6 separate regions of the Mus musculus genome follow, and all the other regions are linked to region 6. A link is a contact called in public HiCAR-type, HiChIP or PLAC-seq and promoter capture Hi-C data. All regions are on one chromosome and are shown on one strand. The core of a region is the stretch at or near the end of the contact, and the rest is flanking DNA. Distances in the headings are between cores, read along the strand shown.

Region 1 (3,856 bases), core at 621-3,120, 1.3 Mb after region 6:
GGACCACCGTCCTCCACATACTCATGGATTTCTGGCCATCTCATGTCCACAGATGTATATAAACCCATTTACTGAGAAAGAGTGGGGGTGAGAATCATGAGTTAACTATTAATAAAATAATCATCACAGTAGTAACTATGAGTAAATAAGTTCAACCCCACACAGAACTTTGGGGTCTAGATATGAAGAGCTACCAAGCACCTATTCAACAGGAGCACTTCTATACAGGGCCCCTTTGTGTTATCAACATGGGGTGCAGAACTTCCCAGGGAAGACCCTTTGTCAGTCATCATGTTAAGACAATACTCTCTAGTTCTTCAGCCATCCAACTATCAATACATTAAAAACAAAGGTGTGTTTTAATTGAAACATTAAAGCCTTGAACAGTTAAATTTCAAGATAGACAGTGATTGTCCATGAAGGACCTATTTCAGTCTTGATTGTTCCATTTTTCTTTTCAGCAGGTGACCAGCTGGCTGGATTCAGCAAGCCTCACCATTCACCACCTTTGAGTCTGAGTCAGAGTTCTAGAATCACTGCTCATGAATTTAATTACAGGTTTTACTTGGTAGAGTCAAACCATACTTGATCACTTTTAGTCTAATTTTAAAATGGTATTTTAACATCAGACATTAAAACTTCACATATTCCTATTAATTTGGTTTTCTCCTACCGTGCCAAGAACATCAGCCAAGAAATCATCAGGAAAGCAAATTGCTCTTTGCTATGCTGCATTCCCAAATTACCTGGCATGTGCCAAGTCCTACTGCCACTCTTACCTGTCACATCCCCAGAGGAAAGGACTTCAACTAACAGGATTCTCTGTTTTAACTTCACTTCCAAGTTAAAAGGCTATTTGGTTTTTCCAGTAATGTGGTTATGTGGTTATGACTAAGCATCATAAATCATTATTTATAGTCATTCATGTCTAAATAACTATAAAAATTCAAAAGGATGGAAAGTTAGAGAATCAAAGGCCCCTCTCCAGACTAAAACGGCTTCCAGAAATTGTATATTTCAAGTGTCTTCCTTTAGCCACTTACTTGTGTGCTCTTAGAAATTGAAGTCATTGATTTCACAAAATGCATTTAATCTTAATTGTTTCTACCAATAGTGTATTAGTTCATCAACTACAATTCTAGAGCTGGTCTATCAATCCTCCATATGCCCTCTCCACCATCTTTGATTTCCATTAACCTGGCATTTTATGTGGGTTTTTTGCTTAGGAATTAGGAAAAGTTCCTGAAATATGAAAGTCACCTGGAACCCACTGGCATGGCCATGCTTGTCTTTCCTCACTCATGGCTCATGTTATCCTCAGGAACTCTGTAGACACGATGATTTGGCTTAAACCTACAATATGGACATGAATTAAACTCTCCACACAGACCTTCAAAAATAACAAAATCCAAATAGTTACATAAATTCTCTTGAAAATATCTCTTCTCATCAGCCAAGGAGAGTAGCAATCCAGCCTGGCTCTAAGCTTTTATATAGGAAAAGGTCACTTGACCAGGTAAGTTTTCAGTCAAACATACAGACAACATAAGTAAGTATATTATTCAGCCAGGTTTTGCATAAAATTCTACTTTATTGCAATCTTACTCAGTATGTATTATTGACTGTATGTGCGTGGTCCTTTAAGCAGTCTCAAATACACCTTAGCATCATTTTCTCAAGACTATAGTCTTCTGTTGAGTCATGCACATGAAGCTGATCTTCTTTCCTAGTATAGACACGATATGTCTATTCACACATAAACATGAGAGCAGGCTGCCCAGAGCAACTGATTTCAAATAACCCAGAGCTGCCAGGACCACACCAGGGTCTTAACAAGCAGGGAAATCCCCTCAACCAAATCAGAATTCTCAAAGTTCGGAATGCAGTTCATTAGCGAGATAAAAGGCATTGGAAATGAGAGCAACCCTTTCTCCACCTCTGCTGTGGATGCTGACTAATTAGCTGCCTTTGAGTACGGGGTAAAGTTGAAGAGAAAGTAAAAAGATTAAATGGATAGGAAAGGGCAGGTATTTAAAGCTTAAGATGAAAGGATGTGATTTAAAGTGGCATTAATTTTTACATTAAAGCAAACATCTGGATAAAAGAAGGTCAAAAGTAGAAAGAGTGGAGAGAGGGAGAGGAAGAGACCAGAGGGAGAAAGGAGAAGAGAGGGAAGGAGCAGAGGGTGCAGAGAGGGGAAGGACAAAAAGGCTCCCTAAAGTTGTTTTCTTCTGATGCTAGAAATTAAAATAACAAAATAATAAAAATGATTAATAATGAGAGGGAATTATGAAAAGAAGGTCATATAACAGAAAGCAGAGATGTAGTCACATTTACTACCACGGTTTCTAGTAACATGTCTCACAATTACTTGGAATTTAATGTAACAAATTTTATTGTGTAGGATTTTAATGTTTCAGTCTGTAAGGAGTATAGCTGGCAAGCCTGTTGTCTATGCTTCTCGATGTCTGCTCATATTTATCCTAAGTCCATGCACCAACAACTCTAAAGATCATAAAAAGCACAGCAGTTTTCTGTTCTGAGGGCAATTTTGTCTGTCTGAGTCTCTGAGATGCTACATGTCTACCATTGTATTCTGTGGGCTTCAGCTCACTTGAAGAAGGGTATGCTGCAAAAAAGATTTTATCTGCCTCTGACATTTGAAAACAAATGTTCTAATGATGTGGAAAGTGATTTTGCAAGAAATTAATTAATTTTACCAATTTCCACTTCTCTTTACATTTTTCCTACAGACAGAATATTCAAGGTAATTACTTGGCAAGAATTCCAGTCTTCCCCTTCCCTCCCTTTCCCTTCACTTCCCTTCCCTCCCCTTCCCTTCCCTTCCCTTCCCTCCCCTCCCCTCCCCTCCCCTCCCCTCCCCTCCCCTCCCCTCCCCTCTCCTTCCCTCCCCTCCCCTCCCCTCCCCTCCCCTCTCCTTCCCTCCCCTTCCTCTCTCCCCTGCCTCTCTCCCCTCCCCTTGCCTCTCCATACCTCCCTTCCAGTGTTCTTCTCTACCCCACCTCCTTCATTCCTCATCTCTCCTCTCTCCCCTAAAACAGTACCTACTCAATGTAACCTTGAACTAGGATTGAAATAAAACAGATTTTCTAAAGAATTAGAATTGTTATCCTATTTTGAAAACTGACACTTGTGTCAAGTGAAAATAAACTCTAGAAAAAGAACCACATTTCTACAATATATTTCAATTACAGGAACAATCTTTAAAGTCCTAAAATTATGTAACTACTAAGATAACTATGTTATTGTGTTTTCTTCATTAAAATAGCATCACTGACTTTCTTGCAATATAACCCGATGAAAGAGATTATATCACTTTTGTACAAAGATCCAAACTTGAATTGCAAGGTTCACCCCACAGGGGGTACTAAGATGGGTCAAGGACCAGGTAGTTACCTGGAAACACTGTATATTGAAGTGCAATCTTATCCTCTCACTGATCTGGATTCAGTGATAGAGGCCAACTAGGCTTTGAAATAATTTACATGACAAGATCAGTATCATAGTGAATTGATTGAAATGCAGACAAAGTTACATTAACCACATTGAACTGTATAACCAGGAACATGAACTAAAATTTTACATAGCATGGAAAGACCAGATCAATACGAATTGTTTAGCATTTTTATCTATCTTAATATACAATAGCAGAGAAATTGTTTTAACTTCTGCCACAATGGTTTGGAAATCTTAAAATTCAGGGTAATGATGTTTCCTTGCAAACATATGTCCATGTTGACCATTTGACTAATCTGACAGATATTTATTGCCATTTCTGTAGCCCAAAAGTAGGTTCTATTTGAAAGGGAAACCTGTGTCATATAATTACCAGTAC
Region 2 (3,588 bases), core at 567-3,066, 1.5 Mb after region 6:
TGTCCAAACCTCTCCTAACTCTACCTTTAACACAGCATCAGGCAGCCACTCTCTTGCTGAGTCTCTGAACCAAGTCAGATTGATAACATTCTGATTCCAGAACTCACTAAGAAAATTTCTGTGCGAACAAGTCCTCTAAATGTAGATGTACACCTATAAAAGGGGCCACCTAGTGCCCATCATAGGAGAGATGAACTCATCCCTGTCTTCTGCTCTTTCATGTATTTTATAGAGCTACACCTTTATAAATAACTTCTTTCAGACTGAAGGGAAATGTAAGCAAAATGTAATACCCACATAATGACCTCAAATGTCATTTTGGAAAGAGCAAGGAAGCCAGAATCAGGAGAAAGAAAAACATAAAGTAAGATGAACAAAGAAGACATTCTACATCATTTAGACCAGCGTGACTGAATGTCCCGCAGGGTTTCCCTGGTAAGTTGACGCTGCAGGAACCACATAATCAACTGAGCATCCTTTCCCTTAACAAACCTCGGTCCCCTAACAGCACTGCTGCCTCTCTCTCCTCTGGGGTTTTTCCAATAAGTTTTGTGTGGCTGCAACTATCTCATCAATATGCACATCCCTACCTATAAAGCTTCTGTCTCCAAACAGAAACCTCTGGGTGTCCTCTGGGGCAGAAACCACCTCCCCTGAGGGAAGCAAAATCAAAGGTGGAGAGGGGCAAACACCGGTGCCTCTGGTTCTCGCATCACCTAGAGCTAGCCAGTTGCAAGCCTGAAAGTCCATACTAGCAGCAGGCTCCTGGGTTTGCTCAGGACCCTTGTCCTGCTAGAGGGGCCAGATAAGCTCAAGTAGGCTGTAGTGCAAATTTGAGACTCCAGAGGAGCCTCTCATCACCCACTCTTACTTTGAAGCCCTGATTTTCTAACTCTTTCTTGACTTCTCTTTGGGGTAGGTAGAACATGAAGGTAGCCTAGGGGTAACAGGCCTGACTTGGGGGGGTGGTGTTGGGGGGACGGAGAGGGCAGGAGTTGCTGAAGGTGGGGCTGGAGATAGCCATGAAAAGAGAGCTCTTTAGGCAACTGCAACCCCAGCATGCCTTCCTTGTTCTAAGGACCAGGACCACTTCCTCTGAAGCAGGAGACAGCCAGTGACTGGGACTAGGGTTGAGAAGCAGTCCCTAAGCACTCCAGGTCGCTGCAGCACCTTTTAAGAACAGCTCAAAGGGACCATAAGCTGGGCCAGAACTCAGTGTCACCTGGGAGTTGGAACTCATATGTGTGTGCGTGTGTGTGTGTGTGTGTGTGTGTGTGTGTGTGTGTGTGTGTGGTGTTCACCCCAGACCAAGCGAGCTCCACTAGACAGTAATCAGGGTCACAGGGGTACCACCAGCAGCCAGGGTCCCTGGGAAGCAAGGCTGAAGGGACGATCTTGGCTGCAAGCTGGGAAACTTGATAAGAAACACACCAGCTGTCTCTCAGGCAGGACGTACTCCCCACCACCACCACCCTGAACTGTCCGATGCGCACGACTACAGCCTATGGATTCACCCATCCTCACCCTCCGCACCCTGCAAAATTCCCTCCCGAGCCCCAGGATCCCAGGCAGGATGTTACCTCTTGCAGAGGCTGAGTAGGGGGCGATAGCAGCGGCAGACACTTTTCAGGATGACTTTCCTGCGTTCTCCAGTGAAAGCGTGTGCGCCCAAGCAGAAGCTGTAACCTGCTATTTATAGCGGCGAGCTCAGCACCCGGGGCTGGGAACCCGGAGGATGGTAGCGTGCAGGGCGCGGGCCGAGCCTCCCCGCTCCCCGCTCCCTGCTCTGGGCTGGCAGCTCACGCTCCGCCCGCCGCCCCGCAGCGCGCGCCCGGGAGAAGTTGCTCCTCGCCCGCAGCTCACACGCCCCCTGGCACTGTCGCCACGTCCCCACCCCCAACGCCCTGCCTCTCTTCCTCCTCGTCTTAGGCTCACTCCCTCGGAGCGGTCTCCTCCCAATGTCACCAACCAGCCACCAAAGAGGAACAGCAGCAGTCTCGCAACTGGTGCAGCTCGCCTCCCTGCCACAGATGGAGTTGGTGGCCCGACCGCACAGCTCGAAATGACCACAACACGCTGCTTCTGTTTACTGACACCCACCACTCAGACTCTGCTGTCTCTGGGGTCAGCTGCCAATCCTGGGGTGCGGGATCACAGGGGCGAAGCGCGCGGGGCGGGGGGGGGGGGGGGCAAGGCAATCACAATGCGACCCGGACAGGAGAAGAGACTGCAGAAGGCGGAAATGTAAAAGGATGTGAGAAGGTAGCTCAGACTAGTCCCCACTGACTGTCCCTGGGAGGAGGATTGGGCGTTAGAGGAGTGTGAAGCGCTGTCCCACGTTCTGGTGACTTCTGCGTGTCACGGTCCTGAGAACTGCTTCTCCCTTGCCAGTGTTTTCCCCTAGACCCAGACTGAGCAGACCTGGGCACAGGGGCAGCCCACAGCCACTCCCCACCTTGCAGAGTGCCTAAGTGTTCCCAACCACCAGGCTCATGCCTTTGACAGCCTGGTTGTGTGGAGACAATCCGCCCTCGGTGTGTTTGAGGTGTCAGAAAATTTTGGTGTGTAATCACGCTGTCTGGAAAGAGACTGAAACTCCCCCACTTCCTCGCGAACAAACCCGAGGGGTGAGGGGTAGTCTGGATAGTCCGGCCTGTGGGGGTGGGGCAAATGACTCTCTCCATCTGCGCCTTACAGGTGCCACCTGGCGGCTTTCCTAGAGAGGTTTTGTCCACTCTGCTCAGAGGTAATTCTTCTCAGAGCTTACCCACAAAGGCACACTAGTCCTTTTTCTTCCTTGCAACCCTTTAAACTGGCACTCTAAATAAAGTAAAAACGCGTGTACACAAGTGTGACATTTGTCACACAAAGAGCCTGGAATCTTAAAGTCAGTGAAATCAATTTGGGTTAAGGCAGTGCTTAACAGTATTACAGTATTACAAAATGGGAAGCTGTGTCTGCCCCCAGCTGTCACCCCTGCTGTCACTGCCTGAATCGAGACATCCATTTACTTCCCAAGTATTTGCTACTAGATATTATCTTTGTTGATGAGGGCAGGGAGTTTGATGGTTTAAATTTATGTGTGTGGGGGCGGGGTGCTAGTGGTGGTGTGAGGGTGTCTTTGGTTGGTTCCGTTGGTTGATTGGGTTGGTTGGTTGGTTGGTTGGTTGGTTGGTTTGGGTTGGTTGGTGGCTGAGTTGGTTAGTGGGTGGGTAATTGAGTGGGTGGGTGGATTGGTTAGGTTGCTTGTTTGATAGGTTGGTTGAGTTGGTTAAGTTGGTTGGTTAGCTGGTTTGGATGGTTAGTTTGGTTAGTTGATTGGTTTGGTTGGTTGCTTGGTTTGGCTGGTTGGTAAGTTGTTAGGATTGATTCCTTTGGTCAGTTAGCTAGCTTGAATGATTAGTTTGTTTGGCTAGTGGGTTAGTTTAGTTGGTTGGGTTGGTTAGTTGGCTGATAGGTTGGTTGAATTAGTTCTGTTGGTCGGTTGTCTGGTTTGGTTGGTTAGTTCATTTGATTAGTTTGTTAGTTGGTTAGTTCATTGGTTGGTTGATTGATTGGTTGGTTTGGTTGGCTAGTTGACTGGTTTAG
Region 3 (3,846 bases), core at 990-3,489, 1.1 Mb after region 6:
AATTTTCTGGTATCATGAACATAGACAACTGCAATGGAAATACAAAGCACTATGACACTGGGGAAGATTGAAACTGATGAATACTTTCACCTTGATTTAGCTATACTTAAACAAGGGTGGTTAATAAAAATGGGAGTATCTCCCAGAAAACACAGAGAAGCAGGGTTCCAAGTCCTAGTTTGAGGTTCACTATCCTCTTTATATGTCACAATAATTTATCAGTACCTTTAGCGAAATGAAAGAGGAGACGACTGTGAGGTGTTATATTTTTTTTAAATCTCTTGTGTTCTAAGAGACTGACACTTTTTTCTAGACCTCACAGCCAGAGTTAATACTACACTATGAGTTCACTTACGATTTAAGACTGCTATCCCATTGGGTTCTCAGTTGTTTGTTTAACCTGCCATTAAGAGACCCTGGGAACCACCAGCCTTACCTGCCTGGATTCCTCTGTGTAATCAGCTCTACCACCTAAGCTAATGACTAATTTTAATTTTAAATTGTGTATTCATCTATGTCCCTGACCCAGAGAGCAATGCATATGGATATGTGTGAGTGTTATGGTAATAGTTTGCTGAAAACAGCAGACAGAGTGAAATTGACCTTATCCAACAAATATCTACCATAAATATTGGGGAAAGCATATGGAAGATGCTTGATAACACAATGTTTGCAGTAGTGAGTTCTTTGGGGTCAGTTGAAGTAAATAACTTAATCCCTTGTTTAAAAAGCAACTGTTAAAGATTTCTGTAAAGCATCATTCCTCTCCCATGTGGTAGTCTCTCTGCCGTCCAATAACCGGAGAACAAAGTTTTTGTTAAGAGACTCACTCAGAGCAAACACAGACAGGTTACAGAAAGGCCAGCTACAAACTACAGACAGATGGAAAGCATAGGGAGAAATGGAAAATTCGAACTTGGACTCACTCTTGGGCAAATGAACCCAGGAAGAAGTCTGAAATTTCATCCCTTAATTTGACATGGAGGGTACAGAGACCTGTGATTCTGAGAAGGTTAACAGGACATGAGAAACACCATAACTCCAAATGCTGTCCTTTAATTATGAAGCAACAGGCACAATTATGTGACTGTAAAAGACCATGGAAAGCAAAGATACTCTTAGGTCCATCTTGGGAATAATAGTCTTCCATCCTGAAGTCTTAGCTTATGATACAGCAGAGGGTTGAGACCCACCCTACCCCTGTTTCCCGAGGGGATACCAGAAAGTCTGTACATTCATCAATCATAAGTCAATTATTTTCTATTAATTGTTTTGACTGAAGGTGAAAATAACGTGGCAATATTCACCTACTTAAAGAACTCAAGGCATTAGCATACAGATGTGCCAAGATAAGGTTTGATCAAAAAAAAGGTATTTCTGAAATATTTTCCTTTACAGGATAAATCAGATTAGTAATCAATTAGGAGTTAAAATCAGGTTTGCATCCATCACCAGCAGAGAATGATGGAGGAGAAGCATGGAATCAGTAGATGGAAGGCCTTTTGAATATCTATCTCTTTCTTACTTTCCTTTGCAATACTGGGGTTAACCCAGAATGTTAGGCATAAGAGACACATTTTTTTTTCCCCAATGAGCCAGGGCCCTGTTCAAATAATTCACAAGTGTCAATCTAGAATATAAGAACTAACTTCATCTTTCTAAACAGGAGTTTGATGATGGGCTAATTCAAGCAGTAATACTTCCTGCCTGCAGACCAGAAGTGGCCTGACTCAGGACAGCTATGCCTAAAATATCTCTAGTAAGGAATCCACAAAAGAGCAGTTCCCTGTAAGGCCACAGCAGGTCACCAGAGTAAAGCCATATTGTCCCCTGAGCCCCCAGAGTTCTCTTCACTGCCTCCTCCCAGGCAAAGCTACTCTGTTGGTGCTCAAAGGGGCTAAAAAACATTCACAGCCTGGGGATGCTGCAAACTGAAGGGTTGCTGAAGAAGCTGGTATTTAGCTCTCAGCCTTGCCAGCATCAGGAGTGGAGCAGCTGTGAGTTTTCCAGGGTTTTTTATTTTATTTTTTCAATTTTTTTTTACAACTTCTTCCCTTCAGCAAGAAAGATTTGTTGTTTCCCTGCCAGACTCCTGCTACATTTGTCTGTTTATTAGCTTAGCTGCATACTCTGTCTAGTAGCCAAGATCGTCATGGCGATAGCCACTTGTTTACAATCTGTGTTTAAATAAATTAACTCCCAGTCAATTATCAGCTACATATCTTTATTTCAATAGAAACTCCGACATCACAGAAGACAGGCCTCTTAGTGGAGGTAATCCCAGACAACAAGAATGACCAGCACAGAAGATGAAAGGAACATTGCAGGACCATTTCCCAAATCAAAGGAAAAAGAAATCTATTGTAAAAAGGGATGTTATTTTCACAGTTTCCCTCCCTCCACCCTCCCTCCTTCCCTCCCTCCCTCCCTCCATCCACCTTCCCTCCTCTCTTTCTCTCTCCCTGTAAGCAAGGTTGCTAGGAATCCAGATCTACTTTTTCATAGCAATTTAGCACCACACGATCCTGCAGATCTTTAGCTGAGTCAAAGGACTATCATCAAACTACTTAGAAAGACAGCAAGATTTAGACTAGCAGTCACAGGGATTGGTTCTTATCTCTTACAGAGACAAAAGACCAGTTCTCTAAAACATGTGAAGCACAGGCTTCTTTATATCATTAATAGTTTCTGAAAATATTCAATAATTTCTTACAATGTCTTTGAAGAAAATGCATGGGAGTAAAAAGGAATATAGAAATCACTCTATCAATCTGGTATTATAAAATATTTTCCATAACTGTTACACCCTCATTAATGTATTTATCACTACTTTATAATAGCAAAATAAGCATATTACTCACAAGCCATTGAGCCTCAACCATGAGTAGACCTCATGTGATGTAAACACTGGTTAAGTACTATTGGGAACCTTTCTGACAACATTGAAGTCATTTAAGAATACCTATTCCACTGTTATTTTTTCAAGATTTAAGAGAGCTAGAATGTTAATGCTTACAAAATTATGGTTTTACTCTCAAGATTAAATTTGCATTTCTTGTTGCAAAGCATTTTACCAATCTTCTCAATCTAAGCTCCAAGTCCAGAATGGAAAGAAGGGCCTGAGACTCCCCAGATTATGTTTCCACTGTCACAACTGTTTCTTCTTTAGGCTTTCTTAATAGGGAACGTCTGTAAACACTGAAAGATGCTGTCTCTCTCTCTCACTGATCACCCTTCTGCCTGTCCTCCCTGCAGTGGCGCTGAGACCACCTGGCAGTATTTCCAGCGCTGCAGCACTATTCCAAACCTGCTAGGGCCACCCCTGGGCCAGCCTTTCCTGCTCCCTATGTGAAGTCTTTGCTCTCAGGCCTCAGCCAGGGTTACTGCCAACACTCATTGGATATCAGTTAAAGCCAACTCCACTGGTCATTTCCTTCCAAAGTCCAAGTGTTGGTAGTGTTTCCTGTTGTCTCCCTTCTGTTGCCTGGGACCTCAATGTCAATTTAAAGGGCTCATTTGACATTTTCTAGAGCCACAGGAGCTTCTGGCATAATAAATGATTCCTTTAAATACTGTATTCAGATAGGTAGTGTGGTTGCCTTCTCCCTGGGCAGGAGGACTGTGATAACTCTCCTAGAGAGTTAGAGTAGTTGCCACTGTCTTTACTTCACATACCTAACATTTGCTTAACCTTTTGGTAGAATGGAAGAAACCCTGGGACTTGAACTCAGAATTCAAGCTTCAATGCCAGTAATGTTCCTGCAGAAATTCTTTGCACCTATAAAATATGCAAAGTACTTTAAAAACTACCCTGACAGTCAAACCTTTAAAAAGAATATGGGAGAT
Region 4 (3,742 bases), core at 1,210-3,709, 1.2 Mb after region 6:
AGACATAATCGGCCACCTGAAAATCCACAAAAGTCTGTATGATCATCATTTTCAGCCTTTCGAAAATTCAGAATTTTATTTCCTTCTAAGCCACAAAGTAGTTCTTTTATCAAAGTGTCAACAGCATGTGGAGTGGTGTGCCCCAGCACTTGAGGCTGAAGCATTTGCTGCCTGCCCTTCACTAAACAGCTTCCTTCAAAACTTAAGGACTCTGGGCAGCATAGAATGCAGGTGGGGACCCATAAGCTCTCAGAAATCTGTGAACTTCACTGACAGCCATATGCTTTCTCTTGTCAATGAACTTGACCCCACACTGCAAAATAACTAAGGTTGAAGGGCTCGGTACTGCTTTTGTTATTCCTCTGCTGAGAATCTGTCAGGTCAATTGGGCAAGTTCTTTAAACACCATGTTTTATTTTGGACTCTTCTGTCTCTTTAAATGCAAGGCCTCCTGTGCAGGTTTGGATAGGTATGGTCTGGAAAGACTCATGTGTTTGAATGCTTGGCCCACACATAAATACACCACTAAAAGGTGTTTCCTTTTTGGAGTAGGTGTGGCCTCATTGAAGGAAGTGCATCATAGTGGGAGTGGGCTTTGGGGTACTATGCTTAGGCTTCACCCAGTGTGGAAGAGTCAGTCCTCCCCTGGCTGTCTTTGGATCAAGATGTAAAACTCTCAGCTCTTTCTCCAGCACCACGTTTGCCTGCACGATGCCATGCTTCCCACCATGATGATACTGTAAGCCAGCCCCAATTAAATGTTGTCCTTTATAAGAGTTGCCTTGGTTATGGTGTCTCTTTACAACAATGGAAACCCTAATTAAGACAGCTCCTTATATCTAAAACTCTGATTCTGTATTTGTCATTATGGGAATTGAAGACGATTACAAATATCATTTTTAAGAATAAGTATTCACTACACTTCTCCTCGTAGTTTTGGAAACACAGTAAAAAACAACACAAGAGAGGTGACTAACCAAGCAAGGTCCTGACTGATAAGAGACACCTGCTCTGGGGTACTGGTTAGTTCATATTGTTGTTCCACCTATAGGGTTGCAGACCCCTTTAGCTACTTGGGTACTTTCTCTAGCTCCTCCATTGGGGGCCCTGTGTTCCATCCAGTAGCTGACTGTGAGCATCCACTTCTGTGTTTGCCAGGTACCAGCATAGCCTCACAAGAGACAGCTATATCAGAGTCCTTTCAGCAAAATCTTGCTGGCATATTGCAATGGTGTCTGCTTTTGGAGGCTGATTATGGGTCTCTAGCTGCATATGTAGCAGAAGATGGCCTAGTCAGCCATCATTGGGAAGAGAGGTCCCTTGGTCTTGAAAACTTTATATTCCCCAGTACAGGGGAACACCAGGGCCAAGAAATGGGAGTGGGTGGGTAGGGGAGGGTGGTATGGGGGACTTTCAGGATAGCATTTGAAATGCAAATGAATAAAATACCTAATAAAAATGGAATGAAAAAGAGAGAGATAGCTGCTGCCCACTTTGGCTCTAAGGAAAAAGAGTCATGGGACATAGAGAGTCTTGGTAACTCTCCTCTCTATAAAAGTCTATGAAAATTCCCTCAATAAACATGTTTTTTCCAAAGTACATAATATACTAGCTCACCTATAATTTTGAAAATATATTATTTTGCTTCCATAGTTGCTCCTTTATCTAAAAATTTATTGTATCTACTCCAAAACTCAGCCAAAATAATAAATCTTTCTGCCCAACCCTAGGAATGACTCAGTACATAAATAATATTATATGTGGCTTTGGATGTATGAAACTTCATCTTCCTTGATTTTGTTTTTCTATGTAAGGCATAAAATGAAACTTAACATACAATATAATAAATAGTTTGTTTTGAGTAAGAATATTTTTTTCAAAACCAATAATTCTGTCCTTACCTTTCATAAGTTTTAATTTTTGTTGTTTTTCATGAAATTTGGAAGGCTAACTTTATATTACATTTGTGTTCCTATCTGTTGTCAGGCAATCTAAGCTTTGTTGTTGCCACAGACAGCAGACGGGCAAGCATTATTTATCCACTGACTTTGAAATGAGCAATGGCTTGACTTCAAACATTTATTTTATTGGCCAAGTACCTCAGGGTAGGGCCTTTCCTCATTTGTTGTTTGCATATACATTCTCTGGTGATGTTAAGGAAGCAAAAGGTCTAAGTCAAATGTTATTCTTAGAATCAAAACTCATGTTCATAATATGTGTGGCTGGCATTCAATACTTAGTGTCTTACATTACATGACACTGAAACAAAAAAATTTACGTACTTAAAATAATCTATTTACACCTTTGTTAACTGATCTAAATGTTAGCAACCATTATCAGATAGCTAGATATGCAGTTTTATTGAAACCAAGTTACTGCTTATTCTAGCTTCAACTGTCAACTTCACACACACTTGATTTCTCAGAAGGGAAACACAGCTGGGGAATTCCCTAGACCAAATTGGCCTGTAACCATGTGGGTGGGGGATTGTCTTGATTTCTAACTGGCAATGGAGAGCTCAGCCCTCTGTGGGTGTTATAATTTTTTGGACAGGAGGTCCTGAGCTGTATGAGGAAGCCAGCTGAGGATGAGCCTCCATGAGTCAAGAAGCACCTTTCCCCTGGAGTTTCTGCTGTACTCACTTGGATGCGCTTTAGTTACCTAGTCCAGAGAAACACTGCATAAAATAGAAAGTAGGCTTGACTTTGATTTCCTGCCTGGACTTCCAGCAGTGATGGACTATGACCTGACAACATAAATCAAATAGAAGCTTTTACCTACTAAGTTACTTTTGGTCAAAGTGCCTTATCCCAGCTACAGAAATGAGATAGACCCTGTTTTAATGTGCAATTTAAAGTTGTGGTCATTGGCCTTTGCCCAAAATTGAAATGACTCTTTAGAAGCATGAGAATGTTGCTGCTAGTTGAGTTTGATTATGCTTATCAGCAAAAAGTGGAAAGATAATTGAACTGCATTTATAACACACACACACATACACACACAAGCACACAGACAAACATACACACACACACACACACACACACACACGGCCTTGGACATCCACTTTGAGCATATCCAGACTCCCCTCAGCACACTATGTATTTGTTCTGTGATGTGATTTGTTCTGTTCCACTTGTAGTCCCCACATTTTATACAGATTTACTGTAGGGTTGTGCTAAAATGCATGCACTTAACAACTGTGATCAACTTTTAACAAGTAGTGACTACTCACATTGGGTATGTCTCCTGCTCTGTTTCCTCACACACTGATTTTGTCTTGTAACCAGGGACCACTGAACAGTTGCATAGAGGTTGTGTTATAATGTAAGTGACAACATTGCCATGTTGGCTAATATTTTTAAAGTTTTAAAAGAAGTGATCAAGTCAATAACACTTAAATATCAGGACAATGAGTGTAGTCCATAGATTGTGCAGGAAAATGCAAGTAGTAAATTTTGACTAAAATTGGCGAGTTCTGAGTCATCACTGGTTCTGAAGGTGATGGCAATGGGCAGTGGGAGAAATAGGTTCTTATTGCAATGAGAGAGTGGAGTGATAGGGTCCTTAAAGGAAGTCCAGCATACTCACCTTGTACAGAGACTGGAGAACTACATACAAGATGTTGCTCTCATGAACAATGGAAAAAATTACCAGTGGAAAGAAGAGAGAAGCAGGCATGGGGGAGAATGCCTACCAAGCCTTAGCAACTAGCTATTAGCTGAAAATGCAGGAGGAAATTAAA
Region 5 (3,799 bases), core at 462-2,961, 2.0 Mb after region 6:
TGTGATCCATGTGCATGCCTGATACCTATGGAGACTGGAAAAGGATAGCTGACCTTCTGGGACCATAGAGGTTTAAGAGTAAAATCCAGATTCTCTGCAAGAGCAGCCAGTGTTCTTCACCCAGAGCCATTTGCCAGGTCTTAATGCAACACTTTAAATTCATCTTCTTTTTTGGAGATTGGTTCTTATACTCTATCAAGCTTAGGCTGACCTAGAACTCACAATAATCCTCCTGCCTCAGTTTCCCAAGTGCTGGGGTTGCAGGTGTAAGTTTCTAACTGCAGGTGTAGATTTTTGTATATAGAAATGGAATAAGTGAAACTTATTTGGGAAAAAAGCTCTATTTGAAATTCCAAAAGTTAAATAATACAAGATAGATTACACTTTTCCATTTCAAAAGCACTTTATGGCAAAAACAAAGGGCACTGTCTCTTCTTATATGCAAGGGCTTTTGTCTTATTATTAACTTAGCATCTACTTTTCTTTTCTTTCTTTAATTTCTTCACTCCTGCCTCCATGTCTCTCTCTAGTCTTTCTTTCCCTCCCCCTCCCCTACCTACCTTGGCAGGCCTGGGATTACAGGGGTTCTGCCAGGCAGGGCTCCCAGCACCTTTTCCTCTTTACGACCCCCAAGGTTTCAGACTCAGAACACACATTTATTAGGAGAGCCCCAAACTCATGCTTCTCAGAAATGCTTGTTTATCTATTTGTATTTTCACACAAACTCCCTTTTTGAGACAGGGCCTCTTTATGTAGTCCTGGTCGCCTTAGAACTCACTTTGTGGACAAAACTGGCCTTAAACTCACAGAAATCTGCCTGCCTCGGCCTCCCAAGCGCTGGAATTAAAGACATGCATCACCATGCCCAACTCTTTAAAATTTTTGTCTGATTATATTGCCTTCTAAAATTTGTTCCAAGGCTTTGTTTCAAACACACCCGTAAAGAAGAGTCTGTTACAAGACTGTGTCAAACTCAGCCCAGATATAATAACTGTAAAACACACAAAAAGGCAAATAGAATTAGGGTACCCAGAATGATTTCTTTTCCTGTCCAACATCCTAGCGCAGGTTTTAAACAAACACAACGCCAACTGGAAGAAACAGCCCATGAGTGGAAGCAGTGTGAGACTTTATCCTGTCTTAGAGATACACGCAGCTGAACGCTTTGTGGAGGCTAAGCGGTAGCATCACTCGGTAGAACAGCTCCTGGGTCAGGCCCTAGGCACCCAGGAGGTCCCCCACCCCCTTGGTCTCTGGGTGCACAGTGAGGGTCCTAGCGCGCTCCTGGTCCGGGAGACGCAGTCCTTCAGTCTCTCGAGCAGCCAGGACCCGCTTGAGTGAGTTCTCCTCCTGGCTGGGTTATTTTTTCAGACTGTCAAGTAGGGAAATCCTTCCGAAAACTCTGGATCGCGAAGGCACAGCCGAGTACAAACTCCTGACCCTGGGGGTTGTCAAGATGGCAAACTCAGTCGGAGCTGGCGAGAGTGCCCGGCACTCCCGCTCTCACACTGGGGTGGCGCTGCGTTCCCGGAGACCGCCGCCTTCCATAGCGCGCGGGCCCGGGGCGGCGGGGCGGCGAGGACCCCAGCGCGCCTGCTGACTACAGATCCCAGGGTGCCTCTGCCATCTCGCTCCCTCCCAGCGCCGGCCCCGCCTCCCCAGCCCTTGTTGTTTTGGCTGGAAGCGCTCCGGAGGAGTTTCAGAGAAAGTCTGGGCTGAAGCTAGAGGCGACCGATCGTGGGAAGGGGAGGCAGAAAGGCTAGGAGGAGGAGGGCCGGGGCCCAGGCCGCGCCTCCCCGAACCCGCCGCGCGCCCCCGGGGTGGGGGAGGAGCGCAGGGGACAGGACAGAGGGGTCCCTCCCCGAAGCAGAGCCGCCCTGCGCCTCGTCCCTGTGCTGATCCCCGCCCTCATCCGAGGCTGGAGCGCAGACCCACCCTCCCACCGCGGACCCGCGACCTCCCCGACGCCCGGCGACGCCCTGACCCTCGCTGCTGGTCCGCGAACTCCCTAGGCTGATCAGGACCTGCCCCTGTGCCGGCTGCCACCCGGACGCCGCACGCCTTCCCAGGCGCCCTTTTCCGAGCAGAGGGAAAGAGAAGATCGAGCCCCTCTCAGTGTGAATGCGCCAACGGGCGGAGCGGAGCGGAGCGGACACCGCGCGCGGGCATTGTGTGTGCGCGTGCAGCGTGGGGTCCGCAGCGGGGAGCACCCGCGGGAGGTCCCGTTTCCAAGGGGCGGAGCGCAGGGCTTCCAGTTCTGGGCTCCCTGTCCGGACAGAGTCCCAGCGGAGCCCGACCGCTGCCTAGGCGGCGGGACGGCGCGCCTGGCGGCCAGGAGGGCGCACTGAAAGAAGGTCGGCGAGCCCTGGTCCCCGCGGTTCCCGATCGAGTTCCTCTTCAGTCCGCGAATCTGCGGGAGAGGTTCGATCGCCGACACAGGGCGCGGGGAGCCGGGCCGCCCCGTCGGGGGAATCTGAGACGTCCTCTGGGCTGCGTTTGACTGCCGTGCCCGCCGTGCACGGAGCGCGTCCACTGTGTCCACCGACCCCTTTGGTGTCTGGTCCTCGAGTCCTCACGGCGTGCACCATGAGCGGCGGCGAAGTGGTTTGCTCGGGATGGCTCCGCAAGTCGCCCCCGGAGAAGAAGTTGAAGCGTTATGTAAGTACAGGTCAGGTCACCGTCTGCCCCGCTGCAGCAGCCTGCGCGCCCGGTTGGCTCTTCCACGAATCCCGCCCTCCTTTTCCTCGATCCGTCTCTCGGCCGGCGGGCTCCGGACCGGGTGCGGTCCACTCCCACCCTGACGTCCACTCGGCGGCCAAACTTTCTCCCTCCATATTGCAGACTGCCTCCCTTGTAGGCCTCGTTGCCTGTTAGAGAAGCCCAGTTTTCCAGCTCAAAACTGGCTGCATACTTTGGTTGTTGTTATTTCCATTTAGCAAGGGTGGAGTGAAACAGGGAGAAAGAGCCTTCTTTTATTATCTGTATCAGATTCTCATGGAGCTGTTAAATCTCCCCTCCCCGAGAAACCGCGGAGGTAGTAAGTACTCATGGGTTCTCGATTGGGTCCGCGCCCGCTCTCCTTTGCGCCTCCAGGAGGTGGAGGGAAGTGAACTGTGGACGCAAGAAGTGGATAATATAGGCAAACTTCTCAAAATATTCGCTCAAGGGAAAGGGGAAAAAAGTTCTTATGAACCCTGCCGTCTGCTTAGCATTTTCATGGTTTTGCTTTGAGGACACTGGATTTTGGCCTGAGAACCCTGGCGGTTTGATTCGGCAGGAGGGCGCTGGGGGGAGCCTGGTGGCTGGTGTTTGGGCGCCTTAGAAGCGCTGTCAAGCCCCGCAGGAGGGGACAGCTGAAGCCAACAGGGATTTCTTGATGCTGGCGTTTCTTTTCCCGGGCACCAGAACGGCTTAACTGGTATTTGCGTAATTGATTCAAGATGCTGATTGTGAGATGACTGTGTTCACGGTTAGGAAAACTGTATCTTGAAGGAGCCTATAATACTTGAGTGGAACTATATCCTCATCGGGAATCTAGGGTCCTAAGTCTTCCTTCAGATTGGCTAATTTTGCGATGTACCCTGTCAGTAAAGAAATGACACTTTGTACCGGCATTTGAAACAAGTATTTTTAGGGTGAAATGTGTTTCCCAAAAGCAAAACGTGTACCCACTTAATTAGAGTTTACTACCTGTTTTGATGAAACCTGTTTCTGGTGGAGGGGCGTCTACACCAAGAATCATCGGACTACTCGCTTGCTTGTGTGAAACCAGGCAATATTTATTTTCACGGAGCTCACC
Region 6 (3,989 bases), core at 1,478-3,977:
CAGCTTAAGATTCCACGCTCACACACAGAAAAACATTTATGGAACCCTTAAATTTCACTATGGAACCTTGGTGTTTACAGATCCCAGAATAACTCCTGCATGCCCTGCTTCCCACTCCCTGAATCTATATTTTCCATATTAAATGTTAATTGAAAGATGCCTTACATGACTTGGATACTCTTCCATAGTGCAAATATCCTTGGAGATCAAGTTTAAGCAGGGGCCCTATGACTCAAGGTCAGAGTGCAGGTCTCTCCCTGGGAGAGTGATTGTGCTCAAGGAAATACAGCAAATGTCTCTAACGTGCAGGGTCAGAAGTTTTCTAAGAAGGTAACGGTTTCTCCTCATGAAAACCATGCTGTTTTCTGGCTCATTTTTCATTTTGCCTCCCAACCTGTTTTCCAGAAAGTTAACAAATGCCCTTGACTACAACAGCTGGTGTTGGTTACTCTGGGCAAACTAATTGTATATTTCACGAATAGATGCTATGAACTCTTGAAAGAGAGATCTGTCTCTATAGAAAATATGTCTGCACGTACAGCCAATCTGCATGTTCCATCCCAGTTCTTTGCTTATTAGAAGCTTGGGCTTTAATTGCAACAATTGTTCTGATTGGATGACTCTGCCCAGAACGACACTCCAGTCATTTCTCCCACATCCTGCTTGCAGGAAATGCTGTGAGGGAAAAAAGGACCCACCTCTCAGGTGCCTCTGCATGAGCTTGCGCTCAAAGAAGGCAGTTTCCTATAACCAGTGGCCTGTGCTAATAAATATGAATAACATAGTCTTGTTGCTTCTGTTACTTCTCTCACGAAAACACTGTTTATAGACTGTGTTGAATTGGGGCAATCATGCTTATTTTTAGTCTGGCCCCTGTGGTCACTGACAAAGGTCTTTCTTGAGTGCATCTCGAAACCAGATGCAGGCAGAAGACAACACAGCAGTAGAAAGTAATTCTAACGTTGTGGCTATTCTTGGCTTGTTGGGCATTGCAATGTTTCACCCATGCTCCCCGTCAGTCCATCTCTCTAGATGACAACCTGGCAGAGCTTTGAATATTATTTACTTATGGTCCCAGCAAGGGGAAGGGCTCCTGAGAAGGGCTGAAACCTGACTTGGGAGAGCAGTTTGCCGATGGTCAGCTGCAGACAGGTAAGTTGACCTGCCTCTTGATACACAAACACTTGCACCAGGTATGTATATCTGATACACACAACGAAGCGCAGAGACAAGTTATTAGAACTTCCGGTTCCAAACAGGTGCTGAAACGGGTCACTAACAAGAACAATATCTCAGCCCTGTTTCCCAAATCTCACTTTCCAAATTCTCCTGGGAGAAGACACTCCACAGCTTGAACCCTCTCCCGAACCAGACTCTCCGATACTCCCCCAACATACTGAAACCTCTCATGCTTGTAACCTGTCCCCCAAGCGACGCACAACAAAACTTAATAGGTTCATACATAAGAGACTGGTCTCTGGTGCTGCACGGACTTCTCAGCCAGAGGTGCCCCGGAGGCGGTGCTAGATCTCCCTAGACGCTTCTCGGGCTCCCCTCCCCCACGTCCGCCAGGCACCCCCCGGGTTGCTCACCTGCGTGGGGCATGGTGATGGTCTCGTTTGTGTTGGAGCCCACGTTAAAGATGACCACAGCGGAGGCGTTCTGCAGGAACGCGTTCCGGATCTTATCCCTGTACGTGCAGTTGCCCTTGGGGATGAGGGCTATCCAGTGCTTGCCGTGGGCCGGCGCGGCGAACTTGGTGTTGGGGTCGCAAGCCAGGCGGTCTTGGGCCGAGCTGGCCATGACCACCTCGCCGCGCGCGTCCTGCTTGGGCGAGTGCTCCCCGTATCGCCCGCACTCGCTCTTCTCCGTGTGCAGCTCCGCGCCGCCACCGCTGCCCGCCACCGCGGCCCCGGGCTCGGGCTCCAAATAGGTGATGTTCACGAAGGCGGTGTACCATTCCTCCTTCTCCGCCACGGTGAAGTCCAGGCAGAGCAGATGCACGAAACAAAAGGAAAGCAGCCATGTTGAGAGAGCCAGACTGCGGCACGCTTGGATGAGAGACATTGTCATCTCTCTCCTCCGGGGTCCCCTCCCCGCCCCCTGCGCCCTCCCCCCGCTCCGTCCCTCCTTTCCCTGCCCCGGCCAACCCCGGGCAGCCACTCTGGTTCTCCTGTCGCTGCGACTCACTCCCTGGCCGGCGGAGCTCCGGCTGGGACGCGCAGACGCTGCGGAGACCGGATCCGGGACGAGCGGGAGAAACCCGCCCTGTCCCCTCTCAGCCGAAGCGCGGCGCTGGCATCGGGCTTCCCGGGTGATCGCGGCGCGGTCGCGGAGCGGGCGCCGCGCACTTGCGGGGGAGTCCGGCTGCCAGGCGTCCTGTTCCTTTGCCCCGTGTCGCCTTCTCTCATAGAGGTGGCGGGGTCCTCGGGTTTGGAAGGGGTGGCGGCTCTGCTTGTCGCGGCCGAGCGGGGCGGGGGTGGGGTGCTGGAGATCCTCGGTGCTGGGACTATCGGTCCCGCTGCAGACGCGGAGGTCGCTCCTGTTATGCGTGGGTTCCCATGGGCAGTAGGCGCTGCGCTTCTGGCCAGACTAGGTGGCTACGCCCGGGACACTCACTTGCCGAGGGAGGGGGAGGTACGGGGCAGATGGGATGGGGGAGAGCGTGAGGAGAGGGATACAGCGTTTTGTGTGTGTCTGTATTTGTGTGTGTGTGTGTGTGTGTGTGTGTGTGTGTGTGTGTGTGTGTGTGTGTGTGTGTGTGTGTGATGTGCGCGTGCAAGGAGGAGCTTAGTATGATGTCAAAGCTCCTGGGCTCCCCTTGCAACGCTCACTCTGTCTCTCTTCCTGGGCGTCAGCGACCTCTGCTGGGCCTCAAATTCAGGCTTCGACAGTTGCGGGCAAAAGGTAAAAAGGACCTTCAGGCCTTTGAATTGGGAACAATTAATTGAGGGAGTCTTAAATACAGCAAAGTGTAGGAACCTCTCTGGAACAGCATTTCCGTTTGCTGGAAGATGTGCAGAGAGTTCTCTGGTATTTATCCCAGCACTGATTGGTCATGAGGCCCCTCCCCCCCGCCCCCCCAGACCTGAATATTTAGGACAGTGGCTGTCAGAATTCCAGTTTTAAACCAGGACTGATCAGCATGAATTCAGGAGAATTTCACATTTATTAAGTCAGGGGTGGGGTCCTTGGTGATGCACACTCTGCTGGTCTAAGGACCAGTCTGTGGTGTGGGTAAAAGTGACTTCTTTTCCTCTGCTCTGGAAGCCAGCTCATGGCATGGCGTTAGTTTTCTTAGAAAATGGACCTCTCCTCATACTTTAAGATTGAGACATTTTGCCTCCATTCCCACTCTAATAGCCCTGCCTTAGAGGATTCACAGCGTCAGTAGGTGGTATGTGTGTGTGTGTGTGTGTGTGTGTGTGTGTGTGTGTGTGTTCGTTACCATTTTAAGCTGTGTTTTCCAGTTGTGACAGAGATTAAAAGAAACCAGTGGAGAACAGTTTCCTAGAGTCGTGTTCTAATAGCAGAATTCTTTAACAATTAGATATCTGGTTGGTTGTTACACTTCCTCATTAATGGTTTCTGTAGTTTCAGAAACCAGTAATATAAAATGTCTACTTATTTATACATACACAAATATGGTAGTGCTTAATGATTTACATTATATCTTCCACCTGGTTCTCTTTCCTGTGCCTCTCGAGAAGCACTGAGAAGCCCAGCAGTTTTTGTCACAATATACACATCCTAGGTCTGGACATCACAAAACAGAAGATGGATTCTGGATATATCCTATGTCTAAATATAATCCTCAAAGGACGAAGGACTTGAATGATTATTAGGGGACCAGTTGTTGGTAATAGGAAGGAGTTGTAGGTACAATAGATCAGACAGGTTGGTGTTTGATGTGTTCAGAAGCCATAGTGAGCTCATCAGGGGTGGAGAGAGATGAGCGATGGAAAGAATGAGATGGGATTAATGGTGGG

Evidence for each region. Promoter capture Hi-C pulls out the DNA fragments that hold promoters and counts their contacts. HiCAR-type assays count read pairs that join an accessible place to other places. HiChIP or PLAC-seq counts read pairs in DNA pulled down with a chosen protein or histone mark.
Region 1: a contact with region 6 is called in a promoter capture Hi-C map of stem cell-derived epiblast-like cells, with 5 times the contacts expected there. The contact joins the enhancer-like site here to the promoter of Rnf150 in region 6. A contact is called at or near these places in 4 of 39 promoter capture datasets (cranial neural crest, hippocampal neurons, liver and 1 more) and 1 of 115 datasets of contacts at active chromatin or transcription factors (stem cell-derived neural progenitor cells).
Region 2: a contact with region 6 is called in a HiCAR-type map of astrocytes, with 9 times the contacts expected there. The contact joins the promoter of Inpp4b here to the promoter of Rnf150 in region 6. A contact is called at or near these places in 5 of 39 promoter capture datasets (the 3T3-L1 cell line, cranial neural crest, embryonic stem cells and 1 more), 1 of 15 datasets of contacts at CTCF or cohesin (stem cell-derived epiblast-like cells), 10 of 115 datasets of contacts at active chromatin or transcription factors (the 230-238 cell line, astrocytes, craniofacial prominence and 7 more) and 3 of 9 other capture datasets (adipose tissue, embryonic stem cells and liver).
Region 3: a promoter capture Hi-C map of cranial neural crest shows a contact between it and region 6. The contact joins the enhancer-like site here to the promoter of Rnf150 in region 6. A contact is called at or near these places in 8 of 39 promoter capture datasets (the 3T3-L1 cell line, the C10 cell line, the HPC-7 cell line and 4 more), 1 of 484 Hi-C or Micro-C datasets (stem cell-derived neural stem cells) and 1 of 115 datasets of contacts at active chromatin or transcription factors (the 230-238 cell line).
Region 4: a contact with region 6 is called in an H3K27ac HiChIP or PLAC-seq map of large pre-B cells, with 6 times the contacts expected there. The contact joins the enhancer-like site here to the promoter of Rnf150 in region 6. A contact is called at or near these places in 6 of 39 promoter capture datasets (the 3T3-L1 cell line, the C10 cell line, hippocampal neurons and 3 more) and 1 of 115 datasets of contacts at active chromatin or transcription factors (large pre-B cells).
Region 5: an H3K4me3 HiChIP or PLAC-seq map of embryonic forebrain shows a contact between it and region 6, with 6 times the contacts expected there. The contact joins the promoter of Gab1 here to the promoter of Rnf150 in region 6. A contact is called at or near these places in 1 of 39 promoter capture datasets (hippocampal neurons), 4 of 115 datasets of contacts at active chromatin or transcription factors (astrocytes, embryonic forebrain, forebrain and 1 more) and 1 of 9 other capture datasets (liver).

Annotation. Positions count from the first base shown.
Region 1 is chr8:81,525,920-81,529,775 of GRCm38.p6, reverse strand. All of the region lies in intron 2 of Inpp4b (inositol polyphosphate-4-phosphatase, type II), which reads right to left. Among named protein-coding and RNA genes, the nearest start is that of Gm51582, 190 kb to the right of the region's middle. Within about 2 kb of position 1,870, at least 11 of the 459 cell types and tissues checked have an H3K27ac peak or open chromatin away from gene starts, as enhancers often do. A contact at or near this core is called in stem cell-derived epiblast-like cells, where this site is marked.
Region 2 is chr8:81,340,790-81,344,377 of GRCm38.p6, reverse strand. Inpp4b (inositol polyphosphate-4-phosphatase, type II) reads right to left here and starts at 1,816. Exons shown (of 25, transcript NM_001024617.3): 1 at 1,581-1,816. It overlaps Gm51582 (classical arabinogalactan protein 9-like), which reads left to right and starts at 1,725. Exons shown (of 2, transcript XM_030243908.1): 1 at 1,725-2,124. The coding sequence starts at 1,736.
Region 3 is chr8:81,810,569-81,814,414 of GRCm38.p6, reverse strand. The region is part of intron 7 of Inpp4b (inositol polyphosphate-4-phosphatase, type II); the gene reads right to left. Among named protein-coding and RNA genes, the nearest start is that of Gm25267, 340 kb to the left of the region's middle. Within about 2 kb of position 2,239, at least 48 of the 459 cell types and tissues checked have an H3K27ac peak or open chromatin away from gene starts, as enhancers often do. A contact at or near this core is called in the 230-238 cell line, stem cell-derived epiblast-like cells and stem cell-derived neural stem cells, where this site is marked.
Region 4 is chr8:81,635,103-81,638,844 of GRCm38.p6, reverse strand. All of the region lies in intron 2 of Inpp4b (inositol polyphosphate-4-phosphatase, type II), which reads right to left. Among named protein-coding and RNA genes, the nearest start is that of Gm51582, 290 kb to the right of the region's middle. Within about 2 kb of position 2,459, at least 33 of the 459 cell types and tissues checked have an H3K27ac peak or open chromatin away from gene starts, as enhancers often do.
Region 5 is chr8:80,878,391-80,882,189 of GRCm38.p6, reverse strand. It overlaps Gab1 (growth factor receptor bound protein 2-associated protein 1), which reads left to right and starts at 1,711. Exons shown (of 10, transcript NM_021356.2): 1 at 1,711-2,658. The coding sequence starts at 2,587.
Region 6 is chr8:82,862,094-82,866,082 of GRCm38.p6, reverse strand. It overlaps Rnf150 (ring finger protein 150), which reads right to left and starts at 2,727. Exons shown (of 7, transcript NM_177378.4): 1 at 1,593-2,727. The coding sequence starts at 2,073.